2 separate regions of the Gossypium raimondii genome follow, and region 2 is linked to region 1. Evidence: chromatin contacts called from public Hi-C data. All regions are on one chromosome and are shown on one strand. Each heading gives the region's core, a stretch centred on a gene start, on an enhancer-like site or on the middle of the called end of the contact. The rest is flanking DNA. Distances are from core to core; before and after follow the strand shown.

What was found. A called contact is a pair of places that touch in the nucleus more often than the background predicts.
Region 2: a contact with region 1 is called in a Hi-C map of leaf, with 2.3 times the contacts expected there. The contact joins the promoter of LOC105787850 here to the promoter of LOC105787839 in region 1. A contact is called at or near these places in 2 of 2 Hi-C or Micro-C datasets (both in leaf).

The regions. Positions count from the first base shown.
Region 1 is chr2:5,462,703-5,467,682 of ASM2569854v1, reverse strand. LOC105787839 reads right to left here and starts at 3,178. Exons shown (of 4, transcript XM_012614409.2): 1 at 2,871-3,178; 2 at 2,701-2,761; 3 at 2,471-2,615; 4 at 1-140. The coding sequence starts at 3,078.
Region 2 is chr2:5,659,899-5,665,047 of ASM2569854v1, reverse strand. It overlaps LOC105787850 (protein NEN4), which reads left to right and starts at 2,712. Exons shown (of 4, transcript XM_012614418.2): 1 at 2,712-4,105; 2 at 4,186-4,296; 3 at 4,380-4,544; 4 at 4,628-4,953. The coding sequence starts at 3,656. The coding sequence ends at 4,720. It overlaps LOC105787848, which reads right to left and starts at 2,367. Exons shown (of 1, transcript XM_012614417.2): 1 at 978-2,367. The coding sequence starts at 2,195. The coding sequence ends at 1,140.

The DNA of each region.
Region 1 (4,980 bases), core at 1,929-4,428:
GTCATCCTCATAACCAAAGTATCTCCTGCAATGACTGGTTTCCTAAACCTTACTTTGTCAACTCCAGCAAAAAAGAAGTTTTCCCGAGAACCTCCCACCTCAGGTTGCAGCATAACGAGACCTCCAACTTGGGCCATCGCCTAGACCAAGCAATTGTTTTCTGTTAGTACTTACTAATACTAAAAATGAAATTATTAGTGTGGTATTCAGGAAATTGGTCATCTAAATAACAAACATCTTTATCAATTCGAATTTTTAGTACCCCTGCAGCAAGAGACTTCATGTTTTGGTAACCAAGGCCTTGGGGTATCTTCATGGTAACATGAACCAGCCAACCTTTAAGGTCCACCAAAACATGTGGTGGACAGAGAGAGGTAAGAAACCAAGAAGAAATGGAGTTCAAGAATTATTGGATTAAAAGATTATGGGTGCTACCAGAGCATTCATCTCTTTTCTAGCTTACTAGATTGACAACCAGTTAATCATTCTGATCGTGAATGAGTCAACAATAGTAGAAACACCAAGATTGTCTCTATCAACACGTTTGTTCCATGCTCCAAGTGGTTTCTCTAATTGCCTTTGTATTTTCCCTTCCTATGCGCACGTAATTCAGGATAAAGAATGCTAAAAGGTAAAGCGTACCCTAAGCAACTATAAAGATGACTTTGATGTAAATAAGTAGCACTGGCAAAGGAGGCTTTGATAATCGTCAAAACTTTGGTTACAAATATAGAATAGCTAATTTTAGAAATAAACAGAAGAATGAAAGAAGATATACAGCAGTAGTCAAAGACCATACCGCAATACTTGCATAAAACAAAGAGGCAAAGTAGCAGACAATCAAATCAAGCCAATTTAATGTTGATTTCGAGAATAAAAAAATATATATTTGAACAGTAAATCTCCTGAAATGAGGTGACATTATGACACCATTACTAATTTGGAACAAAACCGATGCAAAAAAGGCCATAAACAAGTGGTGTAAAACATCATTCTTAGTTCCTTTGCATTATCATTCAAGTTAAAGGAGTGGCTCCCAAGCACAGCCAGAATAAAACACTGCATTGAGGGGGATTACCAATCATGTAACTCAAAGTTTGCTCAGACAGAATTCCTATTAGGAGGTGCAAAAAGTATAAAGTTGAAAAAATAATAACACAGTATATCAAAGGATGTAAATGCATAAAAGTACATAGTAGCCAAAGAGCGAGACATTACATGAAGAAACAAGGATCTCAAATGGCATAAAATCCAGCCACAATTTTCAGAACATGTGCAATGAGCTCAATTAAGCTTGATTTTCAACAAGAAAAAAATGCATTGAATAAGAAAAGAATCAAAATATATTGATAGTACTTATTAATGCTAACATATTCCACACAAGTTAATGTCAGCTGCCAATAGCGCCTCAGGGGTGAAAGACTTCACAGCTAATCCCCTAACAAATCTATGTAGTCAAGCCCCTAGTTTTACATCTATGTTGTCTCAAACTGCTACCAAGCCTTCATACAACCATATTTTACCTCAGCACTAAGATTATCTATACCTTACTCTATTTATGTGATTGAAAAATGAGGTATGACCAAAAAAGAAAAAAAAAGTTGAAAGTTAATATGTGCAGAGCTATGGAGTATTGACCAAAAACCAAACTGGCTAGAATTATACATCTGCGGTTTCATGCATGCAGGTAGCAATAGCAATATCTTTGGTCATAGTTAATAGAGATCTTAATGAGTTAATTTATGGAAACTGAATAATCCAAGAACCTATTATTTACATAGCAAAAATAGCATCTTTAAGGTCAAAACTTGCTGACATTCAGAATGCAGAATTCGTTATCCAGTGAATAATGTAAAAGAAACTCTCTCTCTCTCTCTCTCTATATATATATATATATATATATATAAGAAAAAGAGAGAGAAACATTGCACATTCCTAAAAATCCAATTATAGAGAAGATGCTAGATTATGTTTTGAGAAACATTAATTGATCAATGAAGCTTTGATTAGTTAAGTAAATTTGGAACAAATGTATAATAATCAAGCTTGAAGTAAAGCAAGGGAATTGAGATCAACTTTTACCAAATAAATAAGCTTAATCGAACAAGCTCCAGCAGTTCAATGTTAATAGAGCAGGCGCTTAAAACGGAAATTCAATCCAAATTGAGCTGAGATTTGAGCCTCGGATTTTAAGTCAAGTGCCAGCTTCTGAGCATAGCTCAGCCCAAGATTTGATTACACACCCTCACCCATATTAATACTGTTGATATTAAAAATTACAACTTCGGTAATCACAAAGCAGGACCAGCCTACCACCTCCTTTGTTAGATTAATAATTAAAAAGTTATCAGATAAAAATTAAACATTCTTTATACCAACAGCCGATACCCAATAAAATGTCAAAATTTAAATCATAAACAAAGTGATTAAATTTCCAATAATTCAGAAAAAAAGAGAGAAAAAAAAATACCTCAACCATGAGAACACCAGGCATTATAGGCCTCTCAGGGAAATGTCCAGGGAAAAAGTTATCATTTATGGTCACATTCTTTATACCAACAGCCGATACACCTGGATTATATTCTATCACTCTATCCACTAACAAGAATGGGAATCTACAAGCCAAATAAAAAAGAACCCAATAAATATATATCAATAACAAGCAAAAGAAAAGCTTAAAAAATAATAAAATTAGTTCACCTGTGTGGTAATATCTCTCTTATTTGATTGATGTCCATCACAGTTGGATAAGCTGGGAACCCTGAAAAATCAAGGGGCAACAAAAACCCCAGTATTTAGAACATAAAGATTTCAAAAACTGAAAATTGGGAGTAAAAAAGGGGGGAAAAAGAAAAAAGAAAAGAGATTACTTGTTTCGATTGGGGTGTCCTTATCTGTGGCGTTGGTTGCATCTAAAGAGCAAAGAAGGGGCGAGTTGGAGCGGCGGGTGAGTTTCAGAGAGAGCGAACGAGATCCGGGGAAAGAAAGAGAAGGTGAAGGAAGAGAGTGGGAGGTCCTTCCGGGTTGACTCAATGAGCCTTGGATGAAAGAAACGAGCGAGTTGGAGGCGAGTGCCATTGGGTTGAGCGATGAATAGAAAGCTGGTAGTAGTGGCGGAGACTTCGAGTTTGAAAGTAAGTGAAACTGTAAAAGGCTTTGGTTAGACCATGTTGTTAATGCTTGCTTATAGTACTTTATTCAATGGTCGGGGACCAAATAAAATAATAAATAAAATTCATTATAATCATCGCCATTGTAATCATCGTCATCGTTCAAACAAAATTATTTTTCATTTCATAACATTTTTGTTGACAGATGCTACCATCAAATTACATAGACAGCACCTATGAGTACTCAAATTTGTATTTTCTTTTATATTTTACTTAAAAATAAAATCTTTTCTACACCAAATTTAGTAGTAAAATTTATTACTTAATTTTTAAGTTTATCAAACATACACTAACTTTCTTTTTAACTGGTTAAATAATATTCTAAATTGATTGGTAAGTCCGCATGTGAACCACCCGATTTAAACATATCATTTACTAGACTTTACAAAATATAAGATGATTTCAGGTGCGACACAAAATAAAAAAATAAAATGAAAATAACATGAATACATGGGACTCATGTGTGACACGAGAGTTTAGATTCAATCCCTAACAACCTCATCTCTACTCTCAATTATAAAAACAATTTATATAAATTTAAAATACCCACATAGATATTTTTAAAAAACAATTTATATAAGTTGAAGCCATAATGACTTATTTGGCTCTCCAACTTTATCAAAAAATTATTTTAGCCCTCCATTTAATTTTTTTCACATCTTTTAACCCTTGAACTTGTATTGTTTGTCAACTCATCTCAAAATGAATGAAAAAGTTAAAATTTGTTAACTTTGTTGACATGGCATTCATATGGTAATCCACATTAGCAATTAATTAATTTTTTAAATATTAGAAAATATTTTTATAATTTTTATAATTTTAAATTTTTTATAGTTTTTAAATTTTTTAAATTTTTAAAATTAATTAATTATTGACATGACATCCACATGGAAATTCACATATATGCTACATCAGCAAAGTTAACAAACGTTAAATTTTCCATTCATTTTGAGGTGATTTGACAAACAACGCAAGTTAAAGAGTTGAGATAAAAAATTAATCAAAAAGCTAAAATGATTTTATTTTATAAAAATTGGAGGGTCAAATAAATCATTATGTCTAAATTCAAATGTAACGCCCCAAAACCCGACCTAGGAGTTTAGACCGAATTTCGGAGGTCACATTGATCACCAAAGTGATTTGAAACAATTTTACAAAATGAGTTGTTAAAATCCTATTCGAACACAGTTATTAAAATCGAACTAAACCATTTAGCCTTTTTAGGATTTAAAACAGAGAATTCAAGTCACGTTGAATGCGCTCGAAAATAAAGTTCTAAAGTTTCTAGAAATCAAAACAAAACTACTTACGAAAATCCAAAATTAGATTGTACCACCGTCTTTATAGTTGTTTACAGTCCCAAACAGTTCACAAATTTAAAAATCTAAAAAGTCCTTTTTATTAGTCCGGCTTAAAACATGTCATTCTGAGACCCCCCGGCATGCCAAGTCCAGCTACAGAAAACGAGAGTACCTGCAAAGGATAAACTAAGGGGGGTGAGCTACACGAGCTCAGTGTGAGTTCGAAAACGATAGATAAATGAACACCAAAATGTCACAATAAAAAAAAATCTCAATGGCAATCTGATATACGAATAGTCTTCACAAACAAATCAAATGTGTCAGTACTCAAACACCTCGATTTATAAACAGTTAGTCTCGCAATCAAACAGACAGACAGATTGTGGAATGAATGCAACAAGTAATAAAAACCCACCTAACCAGCCAAACACCTCTCCGTCCCCTAATCACACCCCAAAAAGAGCTAATTAAGCTCATCCAACCATGCACACCACATAGGAACTCGAAAG
Region 2 (5,149 bases), core at 1,463-3,962, 200 kb before region 1:
TGTTTCTAATGCAAGTAATTTTCGGTTACATAAGATGTTTATAGATCGTGTTCGGTTTAATCATGATACTAACACATTTTATTTTTCTAAACTTGACTCGATTTGAAGTACGAGTCTAAAATTTAGCTTAAGTCTATTCATATTTATAAATGACTAACTCAAACTCATTTTAGGTCCAACCATATTTTAATTTTTTAAATATTTATATTATATTATTTTTATTTAAAATTATATATAATTTTCATTTATTAAAAAATATAAACAATTAATATTTTTTTAAATGTTTACATTATAGATTACATAATATATTATATTATAGACCATTAAAATAGATCGGGCTTGAGTCTCGAATGTTTGACTTGAGCTTGATCAATATTTTAACGGGTCTAATTTTTTTTTGTCTGAGCCCAATTTTGAGTTTAATATTTCTACCCAAACCCTCTTGAAGTTTAAATAAGCTTTTGGACTTAATTAGTAACTCAACCTATGAATAGACTTAGTTACATGTTTTGTTTTTTGTTTTTAATGCATTTTTATTAAAATTGCCCATATTGAGACTTTATTAAAATTGTAGTCAGAGCTCAAAATAAGATATAAAACTCTCCTTACGTTAATTTTTTTATTCACAATATTTAAATTCGAGATGATAAAATTATTTGAGATTTATCATAATAAGAGTGTTGATTGTGGACGTGATAAGAAAGATGGAATGTGATAATATAGATCGAGAATAGAGAAAAAGAAAAAAAAATGTGCAAATTAAGATGAATTCTCGTCGGAGACTAATGATGCTCTAATACCATCGATAATGCTTACTTTAGACACATAATACGCTAGATATTTATTTGGAGGTGCTAATGTGTTTGATTACTTGACGGACGCCTCCATTTTGCTTTCTGCCTTTTATATCAAGCAAATCCAACATATTAATTTGGCAAGAAAATTACACCCGTATATATTATAGCAAGGAAAGAAAATTTGCGTCAATCGCGTAGGTCTCGTCTTCTAAAATCATTGGGTCCCTATTGCATAAAGTTTTATTTTCTTGGGGGGCAATGCCTCAACGGCAAACAAAAGAGGGACCGAAAAAAAAAATTCATACACAGTGTTAAAGAACAAAATTCGAGTATAGAAAAATTTCATGCACTTTGTGCCTCTAAGAAAGCATTAAAATCGTCCCTAGCTTTACGCAAACGAGGCGTAATGCAAGAAGCCGGTGAAGCAGGGTACGATGTTGGGGATGACGTCGAAAACCTAACATGCCGAGATGATGATTCATGGGATTTCCTGCCTGTTGTTGTTGATCTTGTTTGATTTGAACCATTCTTCAATACCCCTTTTACATCTTTATTATCGAACACAAAAGCAGTTGAAACCGGTAAATGTGCATCGTTCCCAAGGTTATTGATCAACTCCAATGGAAGATCAAAGTATAGATCACCAACATCATGGTCTGGTATTATTGTTGATGAAGCCCATGATCCACATTCAAACTTTTCAAGGGAAACTGTTCTCGATATCACATTCACACTATTCTCCTTCACCCAAGGTTCTCTTTTTCTTGTCCTCACTTGCTTTGCCTTGGTAAATCCTGGTAGCAACAGGCAAAGGGCACCGCATTTGAAGTCAACTTCATTACTACCATCCATTTCCTCATTGTTAACATTGGGTTTGGAGATTAAACCTCCATGCCTATGATGCTTGTACATCCATAGATCATCAAGTTCATCCGGTGGTCCATATGTTCTTCCATCTCCACATGACTTGCTTCTCCAAAACGTCGTGTTTTGAAGTGATGGGTTCTTATTGACCAACTCGTCAACCTGTTGAGGCAACGCTTGGCTTTCGTGTTTCAAGTTCTTCCTCGAGCCGAATCGAGGGGAAGAAGTCGCGGAGTTTGGAAGGCTGCAACTTAAGAACTTGTGCTTTGCGGGGAGCAAAGGGGGTGGAAGAGGGTAATCAGTTTCAGCTTGAGGTGGTAACATCATGTTGAAACTTATTTCTCCCATGGATGATTCTCGTAATGAAATTGGATCAACGGATATTTGTTTTTCCCTTTGCAGGCTATTCTTCTTGTCTAGGGTCTTAGGCACTTGAATAGCAAAGTCAAGCTCATGAAGGTCCTTGTAAATTTCATGGAGTTCTCGAGCAATTTTGTTGGTGGTGGGAACTATTTTCGAAGTAGAAAGTGCCATTGAATTGAAAAGAAACAAAACTGTGAGGATGAAATGAAACGATGAGATCGTCTAACAGCCAGGACCATATATTGGTAGAGCAGCTCTGTAAGTGATTTGCATGTCGCATGATTAAAGGCTGATCACCATTACAAAATTCACTTATCTTTACAATAATTAACAGTTGATGCGTGCCACAACCACTCTAACACCACTCACTTTGTTAACTTGGTCAAAATACAAAAATAATTAAAATTTTATTTGTGCTTCTAAATGCTTGCACGTTCATACCCTCTCAAGCTACACAATCGTAAATCATTTTTAAAACAGATCAAACCATTTGGTTTGTGTTCACACTTTAGTCGGTTTGTTTTGATTGTTTAAAATTGACTCTTGGAATAATGATTATTATACTTATAAATATTTTATTTAATTTTAGTTTTAGAAATGAATAAAAATCTTGAGTAAATTGGTAGCTCTAAAAAATCAGACTACCTTGATCATTGTCAACTTCAAAAATAAGTAACTAAATGCTAATAATTTGTTGTCAATTGTATAATTAAGGAGCACATGTTAAATGTCTCTTCTAAGCTGGTTGAGTTTGTTGTGAGTTGTTGTAGCTGTTACAACTGTTATTAATCAGTTGCAGGGTCCCTATGGTGATGTGTGTGCTGCTACAGTCTGCTATAAATGGCTAGGAGCTATAGTTTCCTCGTTAAGTTGATTATCTTGACAATATTTGCTTCAATCCAATCCAACTATGGAGTAAACTAGAAGTGAGAACTTTTTGGCCCAATTGATATAATTGCCTTGGGCTTCTTGGGCCGCTCCTGTCTTCAACCGAACACATAATAGGTGTGTTGCAACTTGCAATACAAAAGAACAGAGAATTTATATTCATTTTCCTTTTTGTTACATTTATGCATGTATGGTTAGGATTATGGCAAAAGAGAGCCTTTATCCCAAAGTTTCCATTTTCCTCCAATGACGTCAATATAGTATATGTTCATCCTAAAATTCTCCCAGCCCTGAGATGTGAATGTTCCCAAGGAATATTTGTTTGTAGGGTAAGCAGATGTAGAATTCTAAGGAATCAATTCCCTTCCCAAACAAACTTGCTTCATATCTTCCAACGTAAATTTCATGTTTTCTACATCTTTATTATTTTAATGGAGAGAAAATCGTCAACTTGTCCAAAAGGTTGCTGCTCCAAACAGAAATGGCTAACAACATGGTAACATAACAATGAAGGAAAACCAACCCAAAGCCCTTTGCATAAGGCAATCCTCCAAAGCCTAAAAACTATAGACTTGAACTACAAGACAATCAAATCTCTAATGCCAAGAATTCTCTTCTTCCACCCTTGTATTATCTCCTTTTCTTTCCCATCTTCCATCCCCCATTTATACCAGGATTCACAATCTCAATCCACATCACCCAAAAAAAAACTTGAAACCAAAAACCAGTAAACTTGCAGAAAAATGGAGGGTTTTATTCCATGCCAAGAAGGGTCAGCAGAAATTGTGTTTTTCGACATAGAAACTACAGTACCCAACAGAACCGGTCAAAGGTTCTGTGTATTGGAGTTTGGTGCCATTGTAGTATGTCCAAGGAACCTGGTTGAGCTAGAGAGTTATAGTACCCTGATAAAGCCCAAGGACTTGTCTGTTGTTGCATTGAGGTCCGGCAGGTCTGATGGGATAACTAGAGATGCTGTTGCAAACGCACCTGGATTTGAAGAAGTTGCTGACAAAATATTCAACCTTTTGAATGGTAGGGTTTGGGGGGGTCATAACATTCAGAGATTCGATTGTGTTCGTATTAAGGAGGCCTTTGCTGACATTGGTAGACCACCTCCTGTACCTGTTGGGATCATTGATTCTTTAGGTGTCCTCACTGAGAAGTTTGGCAAAAGAGCTGGTAACATGAAGGTAAAAAACATTCATATATCCAAACTTGAAATTCATGCAATTTTAAGACATGATCATAAACCTGTCATATGTTCATGCAGATGGCAAGCTTAGCTACTTACTTTGGACTTGGGCAACAAAAACACAGGAGCCTGGATGATGTTCGTATGAATTTAGAGGTTCTAAAACATTGTGCAACTGTGCTGTTTTTGGTATGTTCTCAAACATTACTGAATTTCAATTCAACACCCAGTTTTGAAAGAAGAAATGTTTAAAGGGTTTTGAGTTTGTATAGGAATCAAGCCTCCCAAGCATATTGAATAGGAGTTGGCACAGTCCCTCAACAATAACGACAAGAAGTAGAAGCAGTGCAGGGAAATTGACATGCAAGGAAGAAACCAGCAGAAAATCACCAACTTATCAAAGAACAGTTCCCTACACAAGGGAAAGTTTGGGAAAGGTTTGTATGTGTCAATAATTACTATGTAACATGGTTTCTTAATTTTGATTAATGACAAAGGGAAGTGAATTTTAATGAAACAGATGACAGAAAGAGTGAAGAATCTATTGTGTAAAGCACGAGGAAGCCAGCCTATCAACAACTTGCTCAAGCATTCTCATTCAGTGCTCAGATGAATCAAAATTTCACATTATTGCTGATCTGGAAGAACAAAGATTAAAGGATGATATATCATCCCTTCCATCTTCAATATTAGCATCAAGCATAAAAGGGTCTTTCCCTAGCTTATTGATTTCATGAATTTATCTCATAATTCAATATGAGAATTTGGGGGACACCCTTTTTTGTGGATTATTCATTTATTATTTGTAACATTCATTTCAATTAATCAATTGAATTCAGATTTAAATTGTTAATTTTAAAAGTTGAGTTTATTAAATGAATTTTTTAATCCAATTAACACGTTTAAACCAGGCCATATATACCATCTATTACTTTTTTTTTATTAACCCAAATTAATAATTCAGATTGAAAGGTTTCCCGTTAGGAAAAACTAGCAGAGAAAACTAACTTTTACAAAAAGAACCAAAAAGGAAAAGGTACAA